3 separate regions of the Mus musculus genome follow, and all the other regions are linked to region 3. A link is a contact called in public Hi-C and promoter capture Hi-C data. All regions are on one chromosome and are shown on one strand. The core of a region is the stretch at or near the end of the contact, and the rest is flanking DNA. Distances in the headings are between cores, read along the strand shown.

Region 1 (2,779 bases), core at 43-2,542, 270 kb before region 3:
CCTTCTTGTCTTTTTTGATAACTTTGGGTTGGAAGTCAATTTTATTTGATATTAGAATGGCTACTCCAGCTTGTTTCTTCAGACCATTTACTTGGAAAATTGTTTTCCAGCCTTTCACTCTGAGGTAGTGTCTGTCTTTTCCCTGAGGTGGGTTTCCTGTAAGCAGCAAAATGTTGGGTCCTGTTTGTGTAGCCAGTCTATTAGTCTATGTCTTTTCATTGGGGAATTGAGTCCATTGATGTTAAGGGAAAATAAAGAGCCCTCCCAGGTGGACATCTCTCCTCTTGTGGGGAAGGTGCCCGGATGTCTGGAGCCTGAAACGGGGTCTGTCCCAGAAGTTGTGTCTCTTCTGCCTGTCCCAGAAGTTGTGTAGCTTCTGTAGTCTGCACTCTCACCTGTGAAGACTAGTCTCTGAGGGATCCAGGACCCATGATGGCTCCCCCAGGTGCTCCAGCAGAACCCTCCCGGGTGGGGCAAACACCTCTCCTCTGGTGGGGAAGGTGCTCGGATGTCTGGAGCCCGAAACGGGGTCTGTCCCAGAAGCTATGTAGCTTCTGTAGTCCACACTCTCACCTGGGTAGACTAGTCTCTGAGCTATAAAAGTGTTTTTATTTGGGAATGGCTCCTGGGCAAGTTTACCAGTCCTTGCAGATGAGACCAAAGCAGTTGAGTGTATGCTATTGTGGGGAAGTTTTTTATGGATTGTACGTGACAGAAAATGACACATTTGCCACAAGCTGGGATTGTGCTCAAGTATGGTCACCAAGGTGGGGGTTTCAGTTGTAAGGATCTGAAAATCGCTAAAGATTCAGAAAGTATGCAAAGAAAAAGAACATTTATTCTGCACAAACACCAAGCATGTGTGGGTCAACCATTCCCCAAAATGGCAGCCCTAGACAAAGGTGCACAGGCCTTCTTATAGGGGGAAATATCTAGAAGGATTAGGTAATCTAAAATTTCTTTGGTGGGTGCTAGGGGGTCACAGGTGGTCAGTGGTCTGCACTCCTATATCTTGAACATTTCACCACAGGAGGAGATAGGGCTGCCCAGTGCAGATCGATCATTCTGAGATAAGCTGTTTCCCCATTGTTGTGGTTATCCCCAGGCTGTTCTTTGGGAGAGGGTTTTATGACCTTGTTTCTGGAATTTATGATCTGTTCCTGAAACTGGTGCCTATGGCCTTTTTCTGAGCTCAGGCCTGGTCCTTAAATGGAGACAAATGGAGTTTATGTTGTCCTTTCAGGATGACTCACAACTTCAGGGGAGGAGGTTGTGACAGCAGTCAGGAATGTGGAACTGGACTTTTGGAGCCTTTTCTTTGTTCAGAGACATTCTGAGTGGGCGGGGTTGGAGACAGAGGAAGATTGGGGGCTACCTATTAGAGACCAGAGGCTCCAACTGAACCTCTACAAGTTGGAAATTTGGTGTTTCTCTAAATGGGTTTCATGATTTCCTAGGATGACTCAAAAAACTCAGTAAAACAGTTGGTTTCTCCATCTTATTAAAAATATTACAAAAAAACCAGAGAGGACCTGGCAAGTAACAATGCACGTGAGGTATGAAATGGACCTGTCACAGACCATTTGGCCTGTCCACCTGGAGTCATGGTTCTCTGTTGCTCTAGCACATGAGTGAAAGAGACCAACTCCACTCCACCTCTCTAGAAGTCTTGGGAGTGGAGCTGAAATTTCCAGTTCTCTAATCATGTGAATGTTTCCTTGGCAACCACTCTGATACCAAAAGGGTCACTTCATTAGCATAAGCCCTGGTATATTTGACAGGGATTTACTGGGAATAACAAGTTATTCTTCCACACCAGTACCCAAGGGAGTTTAGAAGCTCTGCTAGGAACTGGACACACACACACACACACACACACACACACACACACACACACACACACAGGAGAGAGAGAGAGAGAGAGACAGAGAGAGAGACAGAGAGAGAGAGACAGAGAGAAACAGAGACAATGAGAGAGATACAGAGAGAGACACAGAGACAGAGAGAGGTTTACATTCACAACAAAATGGCTATCTTCTACCCTAGATGTCTAAATATAACCTTGCCTCTAGTGGAAGTTCTTGAAGAGTGAGGACTTTGAGGGAATGGAGGATGTAGAAATGGAACTGAGGCCAGGCAGAGCAGAATGGAGCTGACCTTACAGTTCTTTCTTTTCTGATAATCACCAGTCTTCGTGTTACATGAATACTGGGTACCTTTGAGGGTGGCAGAGCCCTTCTCTTCTGAAAGTACTAGGAAATTCCACAGACACCCAGACACCAAAGATGCCAGAGCTTGGCTTTGAGTCCTTATTTCTTAACTGAAAGAATGGAATTTACAGACCATAAAGTGAGTTTTAGAAAGCATTTGATTATAAATTCGTAGGTAGGAACTTAGGAGTGAGAGAGCAGAGCTCCTGTACACCAGCAGGAGAGGTCCCAGGAAACAAGACATATTGAATCTGCCACAATGGGCAAAGTGAAGCCACATGGTTTGATCTGTAGCAGCACTCTGTTCATGAGGAAGCTGACCAGGAGAGGAACAGGAGGCTGGAATCTGGGGTCTGTATAACCTTCAAATTCCACCTTCTAAATGACCCGTCTTCCTGTCAGGTGCAATAGCTTTCAAAATAGCACCAACACCAGGGACTAGCACTCAAAACAGCCTATGCTGACATTTCAGATTGAAATGATAATATTCTGCTCCTGTTCCCTAAAGGGTTCCAATCATCCCTTAAAGCAATGTGCATTTACTTTAACTTTAAGCATCCCCATAGTCT
Region 2 (3,044 bases), core at 508-3,007, 360 kb after region 3:
TGTAAAAATTGGGTATTTTATCTAGTTCTTTTCCTCCTACAACTAAGCAGTCCTTTTTGTGTCATAAAGACTAGATAGTTTGTAAATATTAACTCACTTAATGGTCAGGACAGTGACTCTTTAAAATCGCACTGTTAATATTTTATGATAAAAGGTAGGGAACTGAAAAACAAAGATCTTATATTTAGTAGGACAGAGCAGGACAGAGAGTAACTGGTTCTCTGGAAATTTCTTTCTAAAAATCAGTGGTTTTTTTATTGGCTACTATGCTTAGAGACTCAGCAGAATGATGCATTTTCTAAAGATAACGTATCTTAATATCCCTTTTCAAATTATCTGACAAAACTATAAATGTAACAATACCAGCAACATGCTCCAGTACATGGGAACGCCATGGCCAAAAAGTGGGAGTGGGTGGGTAGGGGAGTAGGGGGGAGGGTATGGGAGACTTTTGGGATAACATTGGAAATGTAAATGAGGAAAATACCTAATTAAAAAAAAAACAATACCAGCAACGTGTACAGATATACATTGTAAATTCAGGCATATGGTGGATGCCTTTAATTCCAGCACTTGGGAGGAGGTAGGTGGGCATCTTACTTCGAGGGCAACCTGTCCACATACAGAGTTTCAGGACAACAAGGGCTATATAGTGTGGTCCTGTTTCAAAACCAAAAACAAAGAAAGGAAACAAGCAAAATCTGCAAGGCCCCAAACAAACATGAAAAATCACCACAGAGATATGAAATGTAAAATAATAATAATACAAATAAATAAATAAATAAATAAATAAATAAAAACAATGGGAACAAAATAAAGCATCCCTAAGGTTTTGCAGACTTCCTGAGCATTGAATTAGTGATATCTGATTGACTTCAGCTTGGTTGAGTTTTCTTAATGTTAGCTTTTCCAACTAGAATCAGATAGTGAAAACATGCCGTCTGCTTCCCAGGTATCAGTTTCTGGACTGAATGATCAACCTTCAAATCATCTGTCACATTTCAGATTGTTCGGTTTGTGTTCTTTAAGTCTTTGTTCATGTTTACTTCATCATTATATGTGAAATATAAAATATAGAGTAGGGTAAAAAGAAATTAGGCTGAAGTCTTTTGTTTTGAGCAGCCCAAAGTACTCAAGGTGTCTAGAAAGGTTGGTAGCATAGAGCTCTCCCTAATCCCAATTGCCAAGAACTACAACTTCTTCCTTTTGCTGATTTACTTTTTTTCCCCCTCCTATTGAAAATAGGTGTTTCCTCCTCATGTAATGTATCCTGATTATATTATACTCTGACACTCCCAAGATCCTCTCCACCCAGCTTTCCATTTGGATCCACCTCCTTTCTATCTCTCACTAGAAAACAAACAGACTTCTAAGGGATGATAATAATATAATTAATATAATATAATATAACAAAAATATCTGAATAGAACATAACAAACAAGCAAAAGGAAAAGGGCCCAAGAAAAGGCAGAAAAAACAAATATGGATGTAGAGACACACTTATTCAAACACACAGGAATCCCATACAAACATGAAATCAGAAACCATAATATTGTCTGGTTAATTGAGTAATTATCTCTACACTCCCTTTCCTGGGAGAATTGAAAGCTGGCATTATTCTGAAGCACTTTAGTATGAGCCACTTCTAAAGCCTTGTATTTCACCATTTTCTTCTTCCATTTAAAGCTCTGAACAAAGGTTTATCAAGTTGCTTGAAGTCCCATTGTGATTCAAAGCAGCCAGTTCAATAGAGAAACCTTTCTTCACAATTTACAGTTGTGTGCAGTAGCTGTTTACATTCTTCTAAGCAAACAATAGACCCATATTGTTTAATACTGATTGGTCTGCATTGAACAAGAAAGAAAAGGCAATGCCAGCTCTATTTTGGTTCCTAGTAGGTGATTTGGAGGAGAAAAAACAAAACAACAATTGATTTTTAAATCGAATGTTTACCTTTTTCAGCATCATTATGTTACCAATTAAAATTATAAGTTAGATAATGTACAATTATATAACTCAAATAGTGATATTTTAAATTTTCTTTTGTTGATCTAAGAACAGATATTGGCTTTAGATTACTTTATGATTAAACAAATAATATCTTGAACCTGCCTGAGGAATATGGATGCCAGGGTTGCCTTCCTGCACTCTCTTTAGAACCCTTCCTCGTGTTTTCTCCTGGATTTAGAAACCTCACTTTTCCAGAGCTAAGATTACTTCAGACCCCCACTTAAACATCAAAAATGAATTGCCCAAAGACTTAATCCTTAGCACCATCCAGCTGGTCGGTCACATGACAAGGTGGAATAGTAGGAAACAGAGCTTCAAACACCCACTCAACCAAGCAGGGACAAGGTTTCCATACTAAGAAGCACTATAAAAGATGTAACTCCACATGCTCAGGTCCTATCCCAACACAAACATGAATAACTAATACAATAATCCCACAGGGAATTAGTACACCTATAGTTATGACTTCCAAGACAAATGAGTTACATGACTTCCCAGACAATAAATCAAAAGCAGCAATAATAAACAAGATTAGAAAATTCAAAGAGTTTATGGTTAGGGGTCACAATAAATACCTTACACAGACAGACAACCGACAGACAGACAGACACACACACACCAGCTGAATAAAATAACAAAAACATTTCAAGATAAGAAAAAATTCAACTATAGGTAGAAGAAAGAAAAATGAAGTAAAAATTAAAATGAAAAATTTAGAAATTCAAGGGAAAAAATTCTCAGGAAAGTTATAAGTAGATCTCATCAACCAGAAGGCTGGAGTAAGGGTAGCTCCGTGAAATAATGTGTGAATACCTTAATTATGACAGGATAAAATTAGTTTGAACCCCACTCCTGACCCCCATCTGGCCACAACATTCTCCCTCCTGGAGCCCTATGGAGATGCTGTCATGCTGAGAGACGACCTGGACCTCTGCTCTAGCTGGACCTGAAAGTTGCAAGCCTTACCTGACTCACAATCGAGCCAGGTTACAGACTGGAGGTTAGTGAAGTGTGTGTGTGTGTGTGTGTGTGTG
Region 3 (3,108 bases), core at 214-2,713:
TTCAGTTTAATAAAATCCATGTGAGCCGCTTATGGGCATGGAATAGACTTGACCGAGAGGCTCAGAGGAATACCGGTTTATAGTTACTCTCATTTTTAAAGAGTATAAATAGATCAGGATAGGTTAAGTAAGAAAGGGTCTTTAAAAACTTCCATCTACTAAAGAACACCCCCACCCCGCGCCAGCCAACCCTTTGGCAGATTTAAGCATGAATTATATAATAGGAAGCCAAGGTTCGAAGCACGATGAAGAGGTGGGATTGTGAAAAGACATTTAGGTTAAGAAAATTTAAAACTAGGAAAGTGAGTTAATTGAGGAGAGAATCCGATAGAAACTAAAATGAAAACAAACCTTGTTTTTTAAAATAAAAACAGTGTCTGTACAGCGGAATGGCCAATTCCCAGCCCCCAAATGAACCCCGGTGCAATTTGGCAGCGCTGCTCTCGGTCACCAAACAGAACTCCTGGGCGGAGGCTGCAGGAAGCTATGAAAATGAACCTGGAGGTGACCTGACATCACTCCCAGGGTCCTCCTCCAGGTCGCCTTCTCGGCCCCTTCCCCTCCCCACATTCTCAGGTCCCAGTGGCGGCTCCCGCCCAGGACACGCCTCCTCCTCCCGCGGCGACCAGGCACCAGGAGCCCGCTGCGCGCGGGACCTCGGCCTCTGCCCTTGCTTAGCGCGTCCCGGCCCCCGCCCGCTCTGTCCTCCTGTTGCCCGTCCCACCGACTCCCGGCGCCCCGGGGACACTGGTGCCCCGCTCCCGGTGCCCGGTTGTTCGCTCTCCGGTGACTCACCAGTGGGATTGGGGAGAAGTTGGAGGCGACTGAGCAGACACATCCCGACCAATGAGCGCACCGGCCAGGGCGGCCGCAGGCAAAGTAGCCCCCAGCCCGGGCGAGCGCCCACCGCTCTGTGCGGTCCCCAGGGTGCGCCCCGGCGCCGAGCGCGCGGAGGGGGACGAAGCCAGAGTCCCGGGAGGTTCCAGGCCCCACTCGGGCTCCGGGCGGGTGAGCGCCCGGGAAGCCCGCATTCCTTGGACCCTCACCCCGAGACTCACCCCTCGCCTTAGCCGCTCTGCAGCTTACGCCTGCACTCCGTCCAGCTCCTCCACTTGCACATCTCCGCGCCCTGCGCGCCTCGCGCTCACCCCCCGCCTCGCCGCACAGGACCAGCCGCGAGAGCAGTTCCCTGGGTGACCTGAAGGTTTCCGCCAGGTCTCCCAAATCCTGTCACACCGTGTAAAGGGGCGGAGGGGGCTCCCTCTCCCAGTTCGTCCCCCACCTTGCCCTTCCCAAAAGGGCTTCGCCAGACATTCTTGGAATTGTTTAGCTTTGTGGCTTTCAAGACAACAATACACTGTCTCTCTGGGATTGTGTAGTGCTGATTGCAGGCTCTCATTCTCTAACTGACTAAGACCAGAATGCTTCTCTCTCACATACTCTTGCTCTCTCCGTTTTCCCTCGTCCTTCACTCTCCTTCCCTTCTTTTCAATGTCTTCTTTTCTTCATCCTTCCCTCCTCTCCTCCCCCCCCCCCCAGTCTATGTGTGTCTCTTTCTCTTAAACTTAAGGCATTGAATTTGTCAAAGATAGAAGTTTGTCTTTGTGCAGAGGCAAGTATTTCATGGAAATTACCTTTAGCCGCTATTGTAACCAAAGAACTCAGAAAGGCTAAACTTTTCTGCCCCGCCCCCACCCCTGCCCCAGGATTTCAATGTAGTCATTCAATGTCAAGTACATATAGAGTTGGAATACTAATCCTTCTCCTGTTTGGAATCACAAGTTTTGAACACCACACATGCTCCATAAGTGCGAGCATGCTCACAGGACTTGAACTTGAAACGATCTTTGAGCATTAAAATGCCTTACTCCTTTGCCCTAACCAACTTTATGCTTTTTTTTAATGGTTAAAGAAACACAAACAAACAAACAAACAAAAAGCTAAGACAAGAACAGGAAATGTATGTTAGTGAAATTATGAGTATCATGGAAAGACATTTCAAGACAAAGTAACTCAATTGATGTGCGTAAGTTCAACGCACACCTTCAAACGGAAGTGCCCACGCTTCTTTCTTCCTCTGTGGGTATTACAAGCACATCTTTGTCCTCATGGCTAGACTAACAGAGATGTGTGACCTCTCACTGATAAGCATAGGCAGCTTGGCAAGCACTCTGGGAAGCATCTCAAATGGAATTTGAACCCAGGTCATCTTGCCTCCGATTGTTTTGCAGAGGATCAATGCACAGAAGAGAGAGTTACTCAAATTCTCTTGGGAAGAAAGCTAGATTTTCCTCCCCAACACCGGTGTGCTTAGTTTTTATTATATTTTACTTAAATTTTCAAAACATCTAAATTTTACAATAAAACGAGTTGGGAAAATATGTGTATGTATATATAGATACAGATAGGGAGAGAGAGAGGAAGGGAGAGAGGGCACTAGTTCTCAAACTTTCCATATTCAACCACTAGCATTAAAAGTTTAATGCATTTCTGATTAGTATAGTAATGTTTGGTCAGAATATTACAAAAAAAAAATCACGTTTCAACTAGAAATAAAAATTAAGCTCATGTGTGTGGCTATAGCCTACTTAACGTTTCTCATTTGATTTGTTTTATTTTCATTAAAGTTTTAAACATATTACTCTTTTAAGGCTATCTAGCATATCCACAAGATTCAAGAATATCTCTTTCACCTAAAGGAGGTGGTTGACCTGGGGCCTTAACGCCTTAGCATGATAAGTATTTGAGCAGCCATTGAGCAATACTCTTAGCCCTGGAGAATGTTTTGATAACAACAGAAACTAGGTTACGATTATTTATTACAGCTATCAACCTTGAGCTGAAAATTGATTTTTTTCTCAATTAAAGAGTCATTAATGAAAAACCTTTTCAGACTAGTTAAGAACAATGTAATAGTTTTATTTCAGTCTCATTACAAGTCGGAGAAATTTTTATAGAGAGTCAATTCAAATATTCACTCCTGTTAAGAACATTTTGCTAGAAAAATAATTTAGAATGCTTGTCAAAAGGAAGTAAAAACCCTGAAATCATCATCAGACTTTGATTTTCAGCTTATGCTTTGGACATGCAGCAGTATGGGCAGATACC

The links. Promoter capture Hi-C pulls out the DNA fragments that hold promoters and counts their contacts. A called contact is a pair of places that touch in the nucleus more often than the background predicts.
Region 1: a contact with region 3 is called in a promoter capture Hi-C map of the 3T3-L1 cell line, with 5 times the contacts expected there. The contact joins the enhancer-like site here to the promoter of Mme in region 3. A contact is called at or near these places in 9 of 39 promoter capture datasets (the 3T3-L1 cell line, 3T3-L1-derived adipocytes, cranial neural crest and 4 more), 10 of 484 Hi-C or Micro-C datasets (the AML12 cell line, Sertoli cells, embryonic fibroblasts and 3 more), 2 of 115 datasets of contacts at active chromatin or transcription factors (fibro-adipogenic progenitors and intestinal villus epithelium) and 1 of 9 other capture datasets (adipose tissue).
Region 2: a contact with region 3 is called in a Hi-C map of embryonic stem cells, with 2.7 times the contacts expected there. The contact joins the enhancer-like site here to the promoter of Mme in region 3. A contact is called at or near these places in 12 of 39 promoter capture datasets (the 3T3-L1 cell line, 3T3-L1-derived adipocytes, cranial neural crest and 7 more), 6 of 484 Hi-C or Micro-C datasets (cerebral cortex, cortical neurons, embryonic stem cells and 1 more) and 3 of 115 datasets of contacts at active chromatin or transcription factors (embryonic stem cells and fibro-adipogenic progenitors).

The regions. Positions count from the first base shown.
Region 1 is chr3:63,561,749-63,564,527 of GRCm38.p6, reverse strand. No RefSeq gene overlaps it. Among named protein-coding and RNA genes, the nearest start is that of Strit1, 79 kb to the right of the region's middle. Within about 2 kb of position 1,292, at least 25 of the 459 cell types and tissues checked have an H3K27ac peak or open chromatin away from gene starts, as enhancers often do. A contact at or near this core is called in embryonic fibroblasts, where this site is marked.
Region 2 is chr3:62,937,529-62,940,572 of GRCm38.p6, reverse strand. No RefSeq gene overlaps it. Among named protein-coding and RNA genes, the nearest start is that of Gm40063, 72 kb to the right of the region's middle. Within about 2 kb of position 1,757, at least 5 of the 459 cell types and tissues checked have an H3K27ac peak or open chromatin away from gene starts, as enhancers often do. A contact at or near this core is called in embryonic stem cells, where this site is marked.
Region 3 is chr3:63,293,566-63,296,673 of GRCm38.p6, reverse strand. Mme (membrane metallo endopeptidase) reads right to left here and starts at 1,463. Exons shown (of 23, transcript NM_001357335.1): 1 at 1,059-1,463.